Linked DNA regions of Mus musculus: regions 2, 3 and 4 are each linked to region 1. The links are chromatin contacts, called in public Hi-C and HiChIP or PLAC-seq maps. All regions are on one chromosome and are shown on one strand. Each heading gives the region's core, a stretch centred on a gene start, on an enhancer-like site or on the middle of the called end of the contact. The rest is flanking DNA. Distances are from core to core; before and after follow the strand shown.

Region 1 (4,610 bases), core at 557-3,056:
GTATCCTGGAAGGACTGGGCCAAGAGATGCCAACAACTGGGGGATGCTTCCACCTTAGGTGATGGGAGACTTAACACTGGCCTCAGCTTGCCTTTCAGCCCAATGCCTGCAAATCACATGGCCGCCTGAGCCTCTGAGCCCCTGCTGTTATTAGTCTCCCCATTTTTCTGTGGGAGTACATGAGGCTCAAAGAGAGCCCTGTGCCATCTCTAGAGCCACCTGGTTTGGAAACAGCAGAAAGCAGGTCGTGAACTTGTAACCCCAGTGCAGAAGCATCTTCCCCAAGGACCGGGCCTCTAAGTTCTTCTTATAGCAACTGGGATGGGGATGAGTGTGGGGTGCAACTGCCCCCTTTACAGAGGGCTTGCCCTGTGTGGGAAACAGCCTGCAAATGCAGAGGTCCAGGGAACCCCAGAAACGCAGCCTCCTGTCTGGTTCATATGTCCAGCCCAACTGCTCCCAACTTCTCTCTCCATCCACCAGAGCAAGTGACACTTGTCTTAGAGCGTCTCTAGGACAGCTCCCTGTTCTGACACCTATAGAAAGGCAAGAGGGGTGGCAGCCAGAAGTCACCATCTGGCATCCTACAAGCCTGCAAGGAAAGCCAGCCCCAGCTGAGATTAGGACCAGATTATGTTTGAACTTGAACCGTGGTTCCTTCTCATGGTCTTTGAGGACCATCTGGAGAAAGCCAAGAAGGAGAGAGGAGACACAAAAGGCTACACACACCATCGCACACGGAGCCAAGGCTCAGCAGGTGCTATGTTCCATGCATAGCTGTTGAACTGCTGGGCACCACACTAGGACTTGCCTGGGAGGAAGGAGTTGTGTGGGGGGCTACTGGGATCTATAGGCCCGAGAGCAGCTAGAGTCAAGCTCTTGGAAGCCTGACAAAAGTGTCCTCGTGGCTCACACTCTGTACAGTGCTTTGTCACCTCTTCACAGAGTGAAACGTGACTTGTGTGGGTCACCTCACCTTAACGGTGAGTCACACCTGGTTCTAGTCTCTTGTGACTATCCCTCAAGGGGCAGAAAGTCCACGAGACGGTCATTTTTAACCCTTTTACTGATGGGACTGAAGAGACTCAGTGAAGAACCCCTCGTGATGCTTCTGGGCTGCTCTGCAAAGCCTGTGCCCACTCAACCCAACCTGCCATTGGGTTGGGTTGAATCCCATTGGTAGTGTCTTTCTGACCTGGAGCTTGGCTCTGGCAGGTGCTGTCTGACCCTGTGACCACTCGGACAGACTCAGTCTTGGCATTAGTGGGAGCATTTGCACACAACTCCGTTGCCAGTTTGCAGGCCATGCTGTTTCTGGGGCCATAATTTCATTTTTAACTAATAAGGATGTTAAGATCTGCCTCATGGGCTACAGAGGTCAGCAGCAGGTGCAAAGGCCCTGAGGTAGCTTTTGGTTCTGAAAAATGAACTAAAAGGAGCTGCACACATGCACACACATGCACACACTTGAACACACACACAAACATATACAAACACAAATATGCATGCACACACACAAACTTGTAACACACATGCACATACACACATACATTCTCTGTCTCTGTCTCTGTCTCTTTCACACACACACACACACACACACACACACACACACACACACACACACACATAGTTTCTAGCTCCTGTGGATTCAGGGTAGGTCTACCTGCCTCATCTCCTAGGGATTTAGAAGCCCAGAGTGCGTAGATCTCAGATCTCAATTGATCGGCCTCCTGGGTGAGCTGTCTGACACAGAAAATGTGTCTGTGAAAACCCAACGATGCCGGAAGATGCCCTTCAGGTGCCTGGGCTGACCCGGGGAAACCACAGACAGCAAGCTGTTGAAAGGAGACAGGAAGCCACTCCGTAGAGACACCCCCACCCCCACCCCAGCTGCTGACAGGCTGAGTGGAAGTGAAGAGGCCTCGCCTGTCGGATTAATTAAGGGTGGCGGTCTCATTAACCGCCGGCTGACCTCGGAAGCGCAGGCCCGCTGGGTGGGCAGCACGGTCCAGGGTCGTTAATGGTGATGTGTGTGGACTCATCAGAGAGACAGCCATCTTCCTTCAGGCCTGGCTTCAAACTGAAAAGGCCTTTGGCCTCTGGCTCTGCATGGTTACTGGTTTATGAACAAGGAGAGCCTAGCTATGGGGCTCAGAGGGGCCCCTCTGGGGAGCATGAGAAAAGGGCTTTACCAGCTACGGTCAGGTCTGCGATGGTCCCAGAACCAGCAGGGGGCTGGAGGACTGGTCCACCACATGGAAGTACCCGTACATCTTTTCTTCCAGTCTCTCTGACCTCTTTGTGGTACTGGGTATCGGACCTCGCGCATGCCAGGCAAACAAGAATCCTGCCGCTGAGCTCTCTCTCAAGCTTCCTTGAGTTTTAAAATCGAACATCTCAGGCTTTTGGATCCTTGTGCATGCTCCACATAGGTCCACACTTTGTGGTACCATCTGTAGTCACTCACTAGAGTTCTGGGAGGCTGGCCCTGTAGGGGCCCCATTCCATGGGTGGGTTGACTTAGATTCAGGACACACTTAAGTCGGGCCAGAGACAGATGCAGAGCTAAAGCCACCGTGCTGGGCTTCACGGCTATGACTGTCTGTGAGAGATAGGGTTAGCCGAACTTCCTGTTCACATGAGCTTCCAGATACATATGAGAAGATCCAGATAGACCTTCATCAGCCTGAATTGGCCTAGCAGTTATGTCTCTGCCTGAGCCTTGCCCTGTTCTGCAGAAAAACCAGCATGGGCCCTCTGTCAGAAAGCATCCTTTGAGAACTAGTGAAGAGGGCTGAGTGGGGAGATGGGGCCCGCCCACCTGCTGGTTTCAGGACTTCCTTCTTGCTTAAATCAAGTGGTGTTTGTTTGCATTTCAGACTGGGATTTCATCCATTCGGAGTTTCAGTTAAAGCGCACCAGATCTGGATCTGTTAAAATAAATTTTTTTTTTGTTTGTTTTTGTTTTTTGAGACAGGGTTTCTCTGTATAGCCCTGGCTGTCCTGGAACTCACTTTGTAGACCAGGCTGGCCTCGAACTCAGAAATCCGCCTGCCTCTGCCTCCTGAGTGCTGGGATTAAAGGCATGCACCACCACGCCCAGCAAGGTTTTTCTTCTTAAGAGAGGGTTTGCAGTATAAGCCTCCAGTTGAACCCAGGGTGAAGAAGGGTTGCCAGGCAAAGACCTGCCTGAACCCACCTGGGCACCAGGCAGACCTGGCTTCTCCTTTCTCAAGGCACCGGGCCATTGGCAATCTAAACTCTCCACGTTCCTCTCTGGTGGCCACAAAGAAGATTTAGATAGAAGTCATGGCAGTTTGTGAGAAAGATTTTGCTCTCCTGAAAAAGGTTATATTCTCAGCCTTCGTATCAGGAAAACACTGGCCGCTTGCTTCCAACTCATGGGGCCATCAACAGGAAGTAGAAAGAGACAGAACTGTGGAGATGGGGACATCTGTCCGGCTGGTGTTGGCAACCCATGCCCAGTCAAACAGGCTCCAGCTCCAGGCTCTGCAATCTGAGAGAACAGTGAACTTCATTTGTTCAAGGTGTCAGTGTTAAGTGGGGGTTCTTTTCCTTGGAGCCTACAGGACTCTCGTGAATAGTAAGCTACAATCTAGGAAGTACAGGTTATGAAAAATGGACACCCCTAGCCCTCAGAAACTTGCCATGTCAGGGTATATAGGATGTGGTACTTGTTTGAGTTGGGGTAGCATACTCACACCAGCTGTGGGTTCAAGACCTTAGCTCCTAGAGAGACCAGAAGTAGAGTTAGACTCCATTTACTTAGTGCCCTGACTTCTCTGGAGCCCCATTCTGTTCTTTCCACCTGGTGAGCTAAGAAGTCTTACAGGCAGTGCCTTGGGGTGCCATGAATCTCTGAGACAGCTTCTCATAGCTCAGGGTCAAACCCAGTGGGTCAGAGCATGTCCAACAAGCTCTAGAGTGGTGCCAGGGGTCCACACACTGAGCAGAAAGGCTGTGGGGGGCAATCAGCAGCCTGGACTGCTCTCATGGGTAACCAGACCTTGTCCTGCCCTGAAGTCAGAGTCTTGCAGACACTCTGAGTTTTGACTTAGCTCCAAAATGCCTGCATCCCACGTGACTTAGCTTATAACCCACTACAGCCCAGCAAGCCTTCCAAATATGCTTTGCTGAGTGGCCGGCTACCTTGGTTACCCAGGGTGGAGACTTCCAGATGTGGCATGTTGAGTATGTAGCCAGTCCCACACTGTCACAGACTGTGCCATTATATGCAAGGTGAAGCAAATGGTCCATGGCATCAGAATTAGGTACACACTGGCGATTGGCCCAGCACACACACCAATGAGAACCTGGGTCTACAATCCAAGAGTCAATAAAATAATCAAAACACATTAAATATATTAGTATTAGCATTAGCATTAGTATTCCACCTCCTACCCACCTTGGTCTTGTTACTGCTCTGCAGGGCTGGAGAAAGCAGGGTTCTTACTCCCCAGATGCAGCAGCCAAGACAAAGATGGGGACAGAATGAGGTCATAGGCTCTGGGCACCTCCTGTGTTTGGGGACCTCCCCCTTCCTTCCAGTAGCCCTGAGCAGTTAATGACTCTCTCTCTCTCAGCTCCTT
Region 2 (5,101 bases), core at 419-2,918, 130 kb before region 1:
GACCTTTCGGAGAAGTAGATTCAGAAGTGACTGCTATTTGTCGAGGTGCAGTTCAGAGACATCAGATGGAGTTGCTACCTCTGTGAAAAATGTCAGGCCCCTGCTGTCCCTGACTGTGGAAAGTGGATGCAGCAGGATCCAAGCTGAGATCTGACACCCCCTGAGGAAGTGTGTCCTCAGAAAACGCTCGCATGTCTACTCACTTGTGGAGATGATAACCAGTGGCCTGTGTGAGTGTGTGTATGTGTGTGTGTGTGTATGTGTGTGTGTATGTGTGTGTGAGTGTGTGAGTATGTATGTGTGTGAGTGTGTATGAGTGTGTGGGCATGTGTGTGAGTGTGTATGTGTGTGTGAGTGAGTGTGTGCATGTGTGCCTGTGGTATCCAGTGACCTATTAGTGTATGAATGTGTGCCTGTATGTATGTGTGTGTGTATGTACCAGTGTGCCTGTGCATACGCATGTGTGAATGAGTACATATGTGTGCACCTGTGTGTGTGCACACTGTCTTTCTTTCTCGCTAGACTCCTTCATCAGGGTTTTGTGGAATGGTCAGAGTAGAAAACAAAGTTTCAACTATTTTCTTCCAAGAAGTATTTTTGGGAAAACTATGACTGAGACAGTAAGAGAACTGGCACCAGGTTGGGGTAGGGTCCGAGGATTTGGTGGCTCTGATGCCTGGCCTTGCTTCCTCTCCAGAGCAGCAGAACCCTTTGCTCCTTGGCAAAGCCCTGAGGGGCTGAGCCCTGGTTGCCAAGGCCCTGCTGCTTCAAAGGCACTCTTTGGCTTCTGCCCCCAAGGCCATCTGTATAGATCGAACCCCGCAGAAATTTGTCACACATGGGTTTGCCACAGGCTCAGCCTGCTGGAGCTTCACTGTGGTCTCCTGTGCCTCGATGTGCCCTGATGTCCTGATGCTTAAACTCAGACTCCAGAGTCCCTCCCTGCCATTTGAAATGTGGAATAAACCCAGAATTTCTTGAGCAATAGCTGGTACACAGCAGGTGTGCATGGTTTACAGCAAGTGTGCATGGTGCACAGCAAGTGTTCATGGTACACAGCAAGTATGCATGGTGCACAGCAAGTGTGCATGGTGCACAGCAAGTGTGCATGGTGCACAGCAAGTGTGCATGGTATACTGCAAGTGTGCATGGTACACAGCAAGTGTGCATGGTTTACAGCAAGTGTGCATGGTACACAGCAAGTGCTCATGGTACACAGAAAGTGTGCATGGTACACAGCAAGTGTGCATGGTGTACAGCAAGTGTGCATGGTGTACAGCAAGTGTACATGGTACACAGCAAGTGTGCATGGTACACTGCAAGTGTGCATGGTACACTGCAAGTGTGCATGGTACACAGAAAGTGCTCATGGTATACAGCAAGTGTGCATGGTACACAGCAAGTGCTCATGGTACACTGCAAGTGTGCATGGTACACAGCAAGTGTGCATGGTGCACAGCAAGTGTGCAGTCAATGCTGGCTCTGTCTGTCTGTCTTTGATAGTGACTGGCCAGGGTGCACATCCAGATTCCTGGAAGCTTGGCCTTGTGGAAATCCTGAGACTCTGGGGAGGAGCCAGGTGCAAGTCCTGTCTCCCCAGCTGTGCTGAGGAAAGGGCCCTCTGGGCCCTTGGGGGAGTGTGTAGAGGGCGGCGGTGGCAGCGGCAGGACATCAGAGGCCTATGGTGAGATCAGGCTGTGTGCCTTCCTGCAGGAGGGTTGCTGGGATGGCTCTGTGGTCTCCAAGGATCACAAGCTGTCACCTGATAAGAGCCCTGCCCTGTCAGCCATCTCAGCAGTTACTCATAGTGCCTTCTGCAGAGAGCCACAGAACCTCGTCTTTAAAGAAACTAAAGCCCAGAGCTACCAGCAGGGGCTGCAACCTTTAGGGCTGGAGGTCAAGGACAGGACAGGGACCTTCATATGTCTCTCAGATGCCCTTTGAGGGAGACTGAGTCTCCAGGAGCACTGGCCCACTGCAGTGACTGAAGTAACTCTATGAGACCCTAGTACCTGGTCCCAGTGCCCCAGCCCAGCCTGGCTCCCTCGAACCCAGCCTCATCTGAGTAAGTGGAAGGGATACACAAACCCAGGCCAGCCCCCGGTTAGTGACCACCACCATTGTCCAGGGATGGAATTAAACACCAACTGGGGTAGTTTTGGATGAATGCTAGATACAACAGAGATGCCAGTGGGCAGAGAGGTCAGGATCCCTTTGGCAGACGCCGTTGATGGAAGGAGGAAGGTCTTGATGCCATAGTCTTTGCTGGGTGTGGTTCTCTACAGGAGGAACAGAGAGGACCTATGCCCACCATGACAGCTTACCCACAGAGTCTGGCCCTGGGGTCCATTTCCCTGTGCTCAGGTTTTCCCATACTCATTCTCTGGGCTGGAAACCCTTCCCTCTCCTTCCCTCTTGCCTCTTCATACCCATGGGTCCTTGCATCCTGCCCCCTTTGGCTCCTCCTTTCCCTTGGCTCCTTCCCTCCTCTTCCCCCCTTACCTATGCCCAGCACTTGTGGTTTGGTTGAACATCTCCACCCCTGTCCATCTTTCTCCTCATCTCCCCCCACTTCTCTCTCTCCTCATCCCCCATCTCCCCCCCCCCCCAGGGGAGGTAGAGCTGTGCTGCTTGCAGCTGACCCCACCCCCCACCCCCACCCCAGAGCTGGTATGGCAGGGTGTTCTGGAAGGGTAGGCAGGTCCCCAAGTCCCCAGAAGAGCTGCCGCAGAGGGGAAGATGGTGGGTGGTGGGGACAGTGGCTTCTCCAAGGACTCAGGGACACCCTGGGGGCGACTGGGAATTCTTTCCAGAACACCAAAAAGTCAGTCCTCTTCAAGTGTGCTGCTGTTTAAGGGGATATCTTTATTTGGGATGTTTACAACCATATTCCTATGAATGAAATTTCCCAGGGATGGTTAGCTTTGTCCATGTGACACAAGCTAGGGCCATGTGAGATGAAGGAACCTCGACTGAGAAAATGCCTCCATAATCTGCCTGGAGGCAAGCCTGTGGGCATTTTCTTGATTGATTAATTAATGACTGATGCAGAAGGCCCAGTTCCCTGTGGGGGTGTCTTCCCTGGGTAGGTGGTCCTAGGATGTATAAAAAAGCAGGCAGTGTAAGGCACGAGGAGCAAGCACCCCTCTGTGGCCTCTGCTTTGAGTGTCTGGCCCCAGGTCCCTGCCCCAGGTTCTTCTCTTGCTTTCCCTGATGGACTGTAACCTGTGAGCCAAATAATCCTTTCCTCCCAAGTTGCTTTTGGTCATAGTGTTTTATCACAGCAAGAAATCAAGCTAATATTACCCATGAAGAAGGGGTATGTGCTTGTGGACCCCAGAAGGTTCACTTCAAGCCTAGTGCGGAGAGACGTCCTGTGCAGGGAGGTCTGGACCACAGACTCACCTTGTGGACATCTCACAACCTGAGTCTGGGCCTGAGCTCCCAATTCAAACATCTAGCAGGAAACCAAACACAGCCAGTAGACGCACACATTTAATATTTCTCCGAAAAACCCCTGAACCCGAGAGAACAGCCCAGCCCACTGTCCCAAATGTGCAGCCTGGCGAATTTTTGTAAGCGACACACAGCTGGGTCCCCAGGGTCTTGATTAAGAATAGAATGTGACCTGAAGTGCCCTCTCTCTGAACCCCTCCCGGCTGCCACCCTGCAGAGACCCCAGCCTGACTCCGGCAGGTCGATGCTGTCTCCGCACTTGATATAAATGGAAGCAGACAGTTCGTTCTTTTCCGTGTCTGGCGTCTCTGGCCCCATGTTCTGTGGATTTATTTTTATCTTCAGTCCAACCATCGCAGGTTTCCTGAGGCTGGGAAGGTTCCCACAGACAGAGGCTTCGGATGCTGATGGCTGGCTGACTGAGGGAATGACCGGCTGACCAACCGGCCTCAAGGGATGATGGGTGGCTGAAGCTGGGGCGGCAGCTGAGCCAGGAAAACGCTCGATCGCCATGCAAGCTGAGCCTGGTGCTTCTGATCCCAGTGCTGGGCAGGAGACAAGGGTATCCCTGGAGCTGGCTGTTTAACTTATTTGGTGAGTTCTAAGTCATTCGTAGCCCTTGTGTCAAACATCCAGATGAATGGCACCGGAGGACTCCTTGTCCCTGGCCTCCACACTTACAAACACAGATGCACACAAGCACAAAGCACACAGGGGAATAAGCACACACAAGAACAAGTATACTCATGTGACTACACCACATACACACACACACACACACACACACACACACACACACACACACACACACACAGTCACACAGACACACACAGCTTGCAGGACTGATCAGGAGTTCTTAGGCCTACCATAACCTCCATCACACTTAACTGGCACATGATGCAGGCGACATGTGTCTTGGAACTTGGAGGATATCTGTGGGGAAAATTGCTTTCATATAACACAGAACCATTTACAAAGTTCACCCTGCACAAAGTGGCCACTTGACAGAGTGGGACTTGGCATTACATGTTCACAACAGCTCAGGGTTCTCATTACCTATTCTCAACATCATCACAGCCTTCTCTCTCTCTCCCTCCCTCCCTCCCTCCCTCCCTCCCTTCTCTCTCTCTCTCTCTCTCTCTCTCTCTCTCTCTTTTCGAGAGAGGGTTTCTCTGTGTAGTCCTGGTTGTCCTGGAACTCATTCTGTAGACCAGGCTGGCACTCTGAAGTTCCCGTGCCCAGGCAGCCTTGATGCCCCCCTTCCCCCACCCCTGTTGTTTCTGTCCCGGATTCACTTTCTCTGGGCATTTCACTACTGAGGTCCCGGGACAGGAGGTCATTGTGTTTCCTTGTGTCTTGTCTTAGGTGCTTACCACCTGGACATGTGTGTCATTTTTTTTTCCCTCTTCTTTTGGCTTCTGGTCACTTTAAGGCATTTTATTTTTAAAGAAGTGAGAATTGCTGATGGGTGTGAAAAACACTCCTCTCCACCCCTTTTCTCATCCCACCCCCACCCCCACCCTAAGGGCAAACTGTCAGAATTAGTCTTCCACAGAGTTCTGCTTTTGAGTTGGGAATTGTTTGACAACAGGGGAATCTACAGTTCCAGGTGACTCGTCTTGAGGGGAAGGCAGAGTGACGTGTG
Region 3 (4,483 bases), core at 726-3,225, 170 kb after region 1:
TGCTCTGTGTGCATGCACTGTGTGTGTGGAGAGCAGAAGAGCGTGTCACATCCCTAGAGCTGGAGTTATAGACATTTTGAGTCACCTGATACAGACGCTGGGAACTGAACCCAAGTCCTCTGGAAGATCAGCAGTGCTCCCACTTTCCAACCCCCAACTTTTCTAAAAAGGGAGAAAAAAAAACCCACTCTAAATGAATTCTGGTTTGGGATTAGAAGAGAATTTTCAATAATTTAAAAAATGCCCTGCCTACCATTTAATGCCATTTTATAGTTAAGTATTCAGGCAAATTTGCCTTCTCGTGTTCCCTATTACAACATCAGAATATCAGCCAACTCTAGAAAGCATTGAGAAGGATGTGCCATCCTCCAGGACCACATATGCAGCCAGGATTTAATTCTTTATGTGAAGTAAATAGGCACACCTATCTCATTAGTATGCAAATTGCTCTCATACTTGATAAATAGCAACATGATACATATGCCAAAGAATTACTTTTAAATAAATTTCTTTGTGACTTATCAATAAATATTTGTGTGCTGTTTTATATACCTATATGCCCAGGGTTAATATCTTCTCTTGTACCAAGGAAATTGCCAGGTTCAGTGAGATGGCTCAGCAGGTTAAAGGCATTTGCTGCCCAGCCTGACACAAACCAGATTCAATCCCTGAGATCCGTGTGGTGGAGAAAACCCAAGTTGTCCTCTGACCTCATGTGCACCGTGCCACACCCACTAAATAAATAAAGTTTAATAAAAATTTCCTGTTAAGAAGGGGTCAAGGGTAGAAAGTGTTTATACTGGGGGAACAAGCTCTTGAAGCTGAGGCAGTTACTCGGGGCCACACATCATGGAGGTAGGAGCCAGACATAGCCTGGGAGCACCTGTAGTGCTCCAGTGCTCCTTGTTGCTTAACTGGCCATGTGTGGAGAGACTTCTGCTCTCCTCTGCCGTTTGAGCACTGCTATGGCTCCCAACACTGAGGAGAGATTGCCCAGGGGACCCTGAGAGTCTCTTTACGGTGGTCTGGTTTTGTACCATAGTGCTCACGGGCAGCTCTCAAGCTGGGCTTTGAGAGGTGATGAGAAGAAGTCCAGTTAGTTAGGTAGCATGTTTCTGGCTTGCCAGGCTCACGCCAGTCGAGGGTGCCTGCTGGACTAGAGTGCATACTGACAGACTGGCACCGCTACCAGAGGCCACCTGACAGGCCAAGTGCCTGTCACTCCTGACTTAACCGTTTTCTTAGAAGTCCTGGCAGATGGAACAGGTGGTGTTCGCAGAAGTAAGCCCTTCGTGGAAGAGTTTAAAGTTGCCAGGAGAACGAAAGCTGGAGGTAGCTGTAGTGAAGGTCAGCAGGGAGAAGGTAGCCTAGGCTGCAGGACTGGGGCAAAGCCATCAGGAGGCCACAAGTGATAAATTGGGTGGGGGGGGGGGGGCTTGGGCAGACACTGAGTAGGTGTGTTAGGCCTGCCTTCCCAGTGGTTGTCACTAGGAGCATTTGTGTGTGTGTTTGTGTCTGTGTGTGTGTGTGTCTGTGTGTATCCTAGGAGGTCAAAAGAGGGTGTCAGGTTCCCCTGAAGCTGGAATTACAGGCAGTTGTGAGCCACCTGAAGTGGGAATTCAGAGGGAACTTGGGTCCCTGCAAGAGCAGCTGCATTTGTAACTGTCAGGGTGGGGCTAGCTGTCCTTCAGCCCCAGATGGCACTGTCCACGGTTGTTGACTCTATCAGCTCTGCAGCCTTACAGAGAAGGTGCTCGGGAATCTCTGCTTTTCTCAAGCGGAAACTGAGGCTCAGCGAAGGAGTCCGCACAGTGCAGTATCACCACACTCTTGGCCACTGGGAGCGATATGGAGTTGGGATACAGGCTGCCCCTCACCACCCCCTTCTCACCACCCGCCTCTGTCCCAGGTCTTCTGAAAGGCAGGGCCACCCCCGGGTGAGCACTGAGACTCCTCCCAGCTGACCCTTGGCTCCTCAGCACGCGGCAGGCGTCAATGAGGCCCCTAGGACTGAATACAGAGCCGTTGAGAAGGGGCTCAATGCCCATTGCATTGTGCCCCAGCTTTAGAGCTGAGCCTTTTGTTCCAAAACCTTGGAAACAGAGCTCGGGTTCACTTCCCTTCTCCTGGGTGCTGAAGCCCCTGACTCATGTTGGGGGGGGGGGGGATGCCAGGCCCTTTAAGATCAGTAAGTGAGGAAAATACATGCTGGTTTCCAGGGAACACAGGCACCTCCTGGGGTGGGAGGGCATCATGAGCTACATTGTTGGCCAACACTTAGAAACTCATATCCATAAACAGACTCACACAAGGGATCTTTTGAGTATGTCATTAAGATTCCTTAAATTAAAATGGTGACTGTAGTCGGCATGGTGGCCTTGAATCCCAGCACTGGGGAGGCAAGCGGATCTCTGTAAGTTTGAGGCCAGCCTGTTCTATATATCGAGACCCTGTCTCAAAAGATAAAACAAATTATGAATGCTTCTCTTAAAAGGGCAAACAGTGGGCCTTGAGGGATGGTTCAGTGGGCAAGCGTGAGAGTCTGAGTTCAGTCGCCCACAGGAAAAAAGCAGAGCATGAGGCTTGAAAACAGTTTAGTGGTTAAAGTACTGTGTTAGTCTTTCTGAGGACCCAAGGTTGATCCCCAGCTCCTGTGTCAGGTGGCTCTCCTAACTGCCTGCAACTCCAGCTCCAGGGGGACCCAGCACCTAGATTCCAAGGTTTCCTGCACTCATGTGTGCGTGTGCATGCATGCATGCATACACACACCTACAAACACACCTTGCATGCACACACATTCACACACTAATGCAAACAGCAGAGTAACACAAAAGATAAAAGTGCAGTCTTGGCCTTTCAGAAGTCAACATTCTTTTGTTGTTGTTGTTGTTTTTGTTTTTCGAGACAGGGTTTCTCTGTGGAGCCCTGGCTGTCCTGGAACTCACTTTGTAGACCAGGCTGTCCTCGAACTCAGAAATCCGCCTGCCTCTGCCTCCCGAATGCTGGAATTAGAAGCGTGCGCCACCACACCAGGCCAGAAGTCAACATTCTTAATTCCTTTTTTTTTCTTTCTGTAAAATGGGCCTCTGTTCTGTGTCCCTTTTTCCCTGTCCGACCATGACTGCCTCCTCCCCTTGGCAGACCTGTGTGCCATCAGCTCTCAGCCGGAGTGACTTGTGCCCACATGTAGATGTCACCAAGGAGGTGATGAGACAAATCCCAGGAATGCTGTAAATATACAGAGCAGCCCCCAACAGAGGGGACTGTGGGAGCCCAGACATCTCTCACCCTGAGGCCAAGAGGGCCTCAGACAGAGATCATCTTTTGACTAGTACATGGGATTCTATAATAATGTTTGCTGGGTTTGTTGGGTGACATCTAGAAATACCCCCTGCAGTGTGGCCCCCCCTCATTCCCATGGATTCTATCAGCAGGGGATGCTAGTGTTAATTCTGTCACATGCCACGCTGCAGGTTAGCTTTGCAGGGTTGAAAGGTTACGAGCTGCCTGGTTTTAACAGCCCCTGCCTTCCTCAGCAGTGGCCATCCACACCGCCAGCCTCAGAAGGGCTCCCGTCCTGGACCCTCCCACCACCTCTGCTCAATGAATCGGGTCCGTCTGACTTATTTTAGAAATCTTTGGGGTACAGCCTCAGTCACGTGGATGGAAGCGCGCTCTCGCTGTGAATTCTCTCTGCCCTGCCAATAACTCACGAACAGGATTGACACTGTGCTGACAGCGGGTGTTTAAAGATGTTCGATGCCGGTGACAATAGAAAAAAAAAAGCCCATTAGTTCTTTCCATTTGGGTAATAGCGAGAAAGATAAAAGGTGCGTCTTTGCCCTCCCTCACTGAAGCAGCATTTAATCACGAAGCTCTCAAGTGATTAGACAGGCCTGCCTGCCACCTTCCTTCCCGGGACCGCTCGTTACCCGGGCCTGCTCAGCATGCACACGAGGTCTCACTCGGTGCTAGATGCTCGGTGCTGGCCTCCTGTGTGGTCACCTCCTGCAGCAAAGCATCTGCAGCTAAGCACGGAGGTGGAGGTCTGTGGTCCTCTGCCACTGAGGGAGAAGCTGGCCCATCTCTACCTCACAGTCCTTTGCATGCCAGCTCAAGGTCTCAAACCAGGAGAAGCATGGAAAACTGGGCCTCTGTTCTGTGGCTCCTACGTGCTTGTCCCTCCTTCAGTGGCCAGATCCCCAGGGAGCCTTTGCTGTCCACTCCCTGCTGGACCTGCTGGACAGGCCCTGGCTGAAGAGACTGCAGAGCTGATCTGTGCCCGACCCCGTGTTATAAGATTCCTGCCCAGGGAAGGGTTAGTCCAGGGCTTCCAGGTCGCTCTGGGAACTTGAGGCGTGAACTGGGCCTCACTCACGGGAGGTGCAAGGATGTGTAGGTATCATGATCTGAGAACAGAACTTCCTAGGACCCAAAGTGTCAGTCATGATTCTAGCAAGGGAGGAAAAGATGGATGGAGAAT
Region 4 (4,399 bases), core at 897-3,396, 240 kb after region 1:
TGGCTTTTCCACCCCTAAGTCTTCCATGTTCCTCCCCTCAAAAAATATATGTGGGGCTGGAGAGATGGTTAAGAGAGCTTGCCGCTCTTGCAGAAGAACTGGGTTCAGTTCTCAGCACCTCTGTGAAAGTTAACAGACATCTTTAACTCCAGTTCTAGAGGATATGGCGCCCTCTTCTGGCTGCCCCATGTACTGCACACACATGGTGCATAAACATACATGTAGGTAATGTGCCCCATGCACATACAAATAAACAAAGCTTCTTTAAAAATTCAGACTAATTACAGCAGTAGCCCCACTTCCTCAGTACCAACTTCTGTCCTGTCCCATTTCCGTTGGTGTGATAAAACGCTCTGACAAAAACCAACTTAGAGGGTAAAGAGCTTTACTTCAGTTTACAAATTCAGTTTGCAGTTCATCACTGTGGGGAAGTCAAGGCAGGAACTTAGAGCAGCTCAGCACACCACACCCATCATTAGGAGCAGGAGAAATGACTTTATGCTTCCTCTCTTGCTTGTTCTCTGCTAGATTTCTCCATTGTCACAAAGCTCAGGACACCAGCCTAGGGGATGGTGCCACCCACAGTGGGATGTGTTTTCCTGCATCAGTTAGCAATCAAGGCAATTCCCCTACATACATTCTCAACCTTATCTAGATAATCTTTTATGAAGACTTCCCAGGTTGTGCCAAGTTGATGGCTAAAACTAACCATCCTAAGTAGCTTAAACCAAATAATCTATTTCACCTCTGAATAATAAAATCCCAGAGGAAGGAAGCTCAGACTCTGCAAGACACCTAAAAATCACTAAAGACCAGATCCCCTCTCCCTTAAGCTCCTCTATACTTAATACAATATTTCTACTTCATAATCCAATGTTGCTGCTGGTGCTCCAGCCATCAAGTCCCCTTCCCAGGTGCCAGGAAAGAGAAGTAGATGTGGAAGAAATTTTTCTGGAAAATAACACACATGACTCCTCCACTTTTGCCTTGCTGGTCACCACTTGGGCACAAGTTCATGTGCTTAGAAGTTAAAGAGTAAGGATTCTACCCCCCCCCCCAAAAGATATGGGCCTGATACATAGTGTGGGCAGCTGGCATCTCTGCCTGCTGCTTGCTGACTGACCAGGACCAGTTTGGAAGTCTTTGGTTCATCAGTGCAGAGGCAGGGGCTGGGTAGGTTCTTCTTCAATAGACAAGAATGCAGTCTGGGTCAGGCCAAGCAAGGCCTGTGGAGAACTCAGAAGGGATGAAGGAACATGGATCATGAAGGTGACCAGCCCAGGCCAGGGGAAGGGGGCTCAGAGGAAGGGACACTTGAGAGGACAGGAGGAGAAGATCCTCCCAGGGACCAGGGAGGGGGAAGCTCACAGTCCCTAGCTCAGTAGGGTGCTCTGAGCCTCCAGGTTCCCACCTATGACCAAGGAGCATTGACTGCACTGTAAGATGTTCTGCAGGTTGCAGATCTAGCTCGCAGGTGGGGCCTCCATAAACAAAACATACAGCCCGGAGACTCTCCCCTCCTTCATACACCCCAACTGAGAGAGACTCCAACGGAGCCTAGGTCTGGGGGCATTTTGGGATTGTCACAGCTGCGGGGGGGAGGGGGAGGCGGCTGTGAATGCCTTATCTTAGAGAACAAACCACCACATCTAACAGAGCCAGAATCTCCAAAGCCTGCCCACACAGCTATGGGGGCGGCGTAGACTCTCCTCGCTCCTCCCACTGGGTCTCAGAACCATCTTTGTCTCCTCCCACTGTATCCTAGGACCCTTCCCTACCCTCCCACTGTATCTCAGGACCCTCCTGTCCCCTCCCAGGAACCTCCTCTCTCCTCCCACTGTATCTCAGGACCCTCCTGTCCCCTCCCAGGAACCTCCTCTCCCCTCCCACTATGCCCCAGGACCCTCCTTGCTCCCTCCCATTCTTTCTAAGAACCCTCCTCTTCCCTCCTACTGTGGCTCAGGAGCCTCCTTGTCCCCTCCTATGGTATCTTAAGACCCTCTTTGTCCCCTCCCACTGGGTGTCAGGACCCTGCTGGTCTCCTCAGAGACCCTGAGCCCATTCCTTGGCTTTGTCTCCGGAATCTAGCTATCTTCTCCTTCACAAACACCCACAGTGACTCAGGCTTTTTGTGAAGTTCGACAAACTAAACTTCTGTGTCCTTATTCAGTGCCAAGCACGTAGCGGCCATCCTCCCCCGAATCCATTACCAGTTAAAGCACAGCTATTATTTTTACAGCCGTGCTCAGAAATGGCTTGCAATCTCTAATTTGCTAAATTGATGTGTATATTGACTAAATAAATATTCGGCACGAAGCCCGCGTCCCCTCCACACTTATTAATCCTCGGGAAATGGAAACACAAGACACGAAATGAGCTTCTGCTCGGAGCTGCAGACAGGAATACATTATGTTGTTTTCCTGAGTGTTCAGGGACTCGCATCGCTGCAGCAGAGACCAGCCAATCAGCAAGCTCCAAGTTTTCCATGACGCACTTGTCTGCCCAGGACGTGCCCAGGTTGCTAAGGCTCTTCTGAAGTTTAGAACAAGAAACTTTTACCTCTTGAGGGGGGGGGGGTGAGGGGGAAACAGCTTTAGAGGGGGTGTTTAGGGGGTTTATGCCTTCAGTGTTTGCAAGAGAAATCAGAACGACTGTCAGGGCCCACAAGAGTCTCTGGCAACAGCCTCTACCCTTCCATGGAGATATTAGCTTCCTTGGCTTGGGGGAGAGAAGGCAGCCCCGTGGGGAAGGGGCCCTGACCTTGGTTGCTAAGCCCCTAGGTTGACAGCTGGTTGCCATGGTGATGCTCATTTGATTCTTTCCTCACTGGGGCAAGGCCCACTGTGAGCTACCACTCTAAGCTGGCTTGTGCCATGGTTTGCAAGGAGCCCAGCGTTGGGAAAGAAGCACTACAAACAGGGAAGTGAGTGGGCCCAGCACTTCCCTTTTGCTCAGCTGGAAGAATGCAGTTCCTCAGGTGTGAACATTGCATCTCACATCCCCTTGACCCAGAGCAGAAGCTTCCTCCCTGGGCAGACTCTGGGCCACTCCAAAGGGGGCATAGGTCCACAGTCTTCCTCTGAGACAGGCCTCTTCCCTGTCCCCAGCTGTGCCCTGGAGCAAGTGCCATACTTTGTTGAGTCTGTTTCTTGATGGCCATGCTTGAGAGTCATGAAGGGATTGCCATGGCAATGCTCCCAGCACCTGACCCATGTAGGTTGGCTGCCACCAAAGTCAAGGGGCAGACATCTGCATTCAGATGAAGTCCAGGCAATAGGAATAGCCAGTGCAAAGGCCCTGAGGACAGCAGCCTAAGATGACAACAGAGAGGCAGACAGTGCTGGTCACACAGTCCTTTGGCTGGTGGGAAGAGGGATTGCACCCCAATGTAGTGACAGGCACAGGAAGCTTGGAGAGGGTCTGTCTGAGTCTCAGCCTTCATAGTCTCAGGCCCCACTGCAGCCCTGTGGAGCTCATTCTGATCAGCTTGGGGGCTCAGGAGGCTGTATGAGTTCTGCAGAGTACGCAATTCTCCCTCAAGATACCATCTGACCACAAGCCATTAAAACAGCCAGCACCTGCAATTGGTGAAGACATGAACAGAGGCCCCTTGGCTCATAGAGATTTGGGTAGGAGCTAGGAGGGGCTTGGACTCTAGGCTGTACCCAGAAGTTCCTCATAACCCACCTCCCAGCATCTCATTTAGATTTATTGGCTCAAGAGAACATTCTAGAAAGACTAGCTCAGACTCCCATTAGCCTTTCCCTAAACAAGTCCAAAGAGACAGAGCCATGAGAAGGAGAAGTCAGTGTGGTCACATGGAGGGAGCTTGGCGGTTGCAGGGGTGGAGTGGCGGTTGGGGTGGAGGTGGAATTGAGTTTGCTCTGAGGTCCCAGCCCCACGTGCATCCACTGTCCAGAACATGAAAGCCCAACACTGCTTGGCTCGGAGATGTCGGTCACTCTCAGGGCATGGAATGTTCTAGGCCTGGATCTGAGAGGGGGCTGTTTTCTGTTGCCTACCCTCATCCCTCACCCTACAGAGTCCTTTGCAGTTGATATTTGTGTCTTACAGAGATGGATTGTACTGTCACAAGTGTGTGCCCAGGGGGATCTGCCTTGGTCTGGGGTCTGCAATTGGCTCTTCCTCTCTGCGGATTCCTGAGTTTCTAGGCAGAAACAGAAGTTCTGGGTGTCCAGAGTACCTCACTCTGGGGAGGGAGGGAGCCAAGGGCTTCTGAGGCCACCGCGCACCTTCCTGCAGTGATCCATCTTGCTTCGGCAGGGCTGGGGAATTGCTTGGAGGCGAAGCCGCATCTTGAATATTCATCTGATTTATGGTCGCTGCCGACAGTTTTATGAGTCCACCCACCGCTCCCTCCAGCCGGCCATCAATCTTC

The links. Hi-C and Micro-C count contacts between places; a contact is called where the count stands out from the background. HiChIP or PLAC-seq counts read pairs in DNA pulled down with a chosen protein or histone mark.
Region 2: a contact with region 1 is called in a Hi-C map of pro-B cells, with 4 times the contacts expected there. The contact joins two enhancer-like sites. A contact is called at or near these places in 2 of 15 datasets of contacts at CTCF or cohesin (embryonic stem cells and pro-B cells), 26 of 484 Hi-C or Micro-C datasets (B cells, CD8 T cells, the HL-1 cell line and 12 more), 3 of 115 datasets of contacts at active chromatin or transcription factors (T-cell acute lymphoblastic leukemia, large pre-B cells and memory CD8 T cells) and 1 of 9 other capture datasets (embryonic stem cells).
Region 3: a contact with region 1 is called in an H3K4me3 HiChIP or PLAC-seq map of the 230-238 cell line, with 9 read pairs. The contact joins two enhancer-like sites. A contact is called at or near these places in 3 of 15 datasets of contacts at CTCF or cohesin (CD8 T cells, embryonic stem cells and large pre-B cells), 31 of 484 Hi-C or Micro-C datasets (the AML12 cell line, B cells, the C2C12 cell line and 15 more), 20 of 115 datasets of contacts at active chromatin or transcription factors (the 230-238 cell line, CD8 T cells, the HPC-7 cell line and 9 more) and 1 of 9 other capture datasets (adipose tissue).
Region 4: a Hi-C map of regulatory T cells shows a contact between it and region 1, with 3 times the contacts expected there. The contact joins two enhancer-like sites. A contact is called at or near these places in 6 of 15 datasets of contacts at CTCF or cohesin (embryonic stem cells, large pre-B cells and stem cell-derived epiblast-like cells), 47 of 484 Hi-C or Micro-C datasets (B cells, the HL-1 cell line, bone marrow-derived macrophages and 10 more), 12 of 115 datasets of contacts at active chromatin or transcription factors (Th17 cells, acute myeloid leukemia, astrocytes and 4 more) and 1 of 9 other capture datasets (embryonic stem cells).

What each region holds. Positions count from the first base shown.
Region 1 is chr2:173,406,922-173,411,531 of GRCm38.p6, reverse strand. No RefSeq gene overlaps it. Among named protein-coding and RNA genes, the nearest start is that of Gm14642, 15 kb to the right of the region's middle. Within about 2 kb of position 1,806, at least 83 of the 459 cell types and tissues checked have an H3K27ac peak or open chromatin away from gene starts, as enhancers often do. A contact at or near this core is called in the 230-238 cell line, T-cell acute lymphoblastic leukemia, Th17 cells and 3 more, where this site is marked.
Region 2 is chr2:173,538,583-173,543,683 of GRCm38.p6, reverse strand. No RefSeq gene overlaps it. Among named protein-coding and RNA genes, the nearest start is that of 1700021F07Rik, 19 kb to the right of the region's middle. Within about 2 kb of position 1,668, at least 13 of the 459 cell types and tissues checked have an H3K27ac peak or open chromatin away from gene starts, as enhancers often do. A contact at or near this core is called in T-cell acute lymphoblastic leukemia and pro-B cells, where this site is marked.
Region 3 is chr2:173,240,538-173,245,020 of GRCm38.p6, reverse strand. All of the region lies in intron 1 of Pmepa1 (prostate transmembrane protein, androgen induced 1), which reads left to right. Among named protein-coding and RNA genes, the nearest start is that of Zbp1, 24 kb to the right of the region's middle. Within about 2 kb of position 1,975, at least 33 of the 459 cell types and tissues checked have an H3K27ac peak or open chromatin away from gene starts, as enhancers often do. A contact at or near this core is called in the 230-238 cell line, where this site is marked.
Region 4 is chr2:173,171,673-173,176,071 of GRCm38.p6, reverse strand. No RefSeq gene overlaps it. Among named protein-coding and RNA genes, the nearest start is that of Pck1, 21 kb to the right of the region's middle. Within about 2 kb of position 2,146, at least 188 of the 459 cell types and tissues checked have an H3K27ac peak or open chromatin away from gene starts, as enhancers often do. A contact at or near this core is called in Th17 cells, erythroblasts and regulatory T cells, where this site is marked.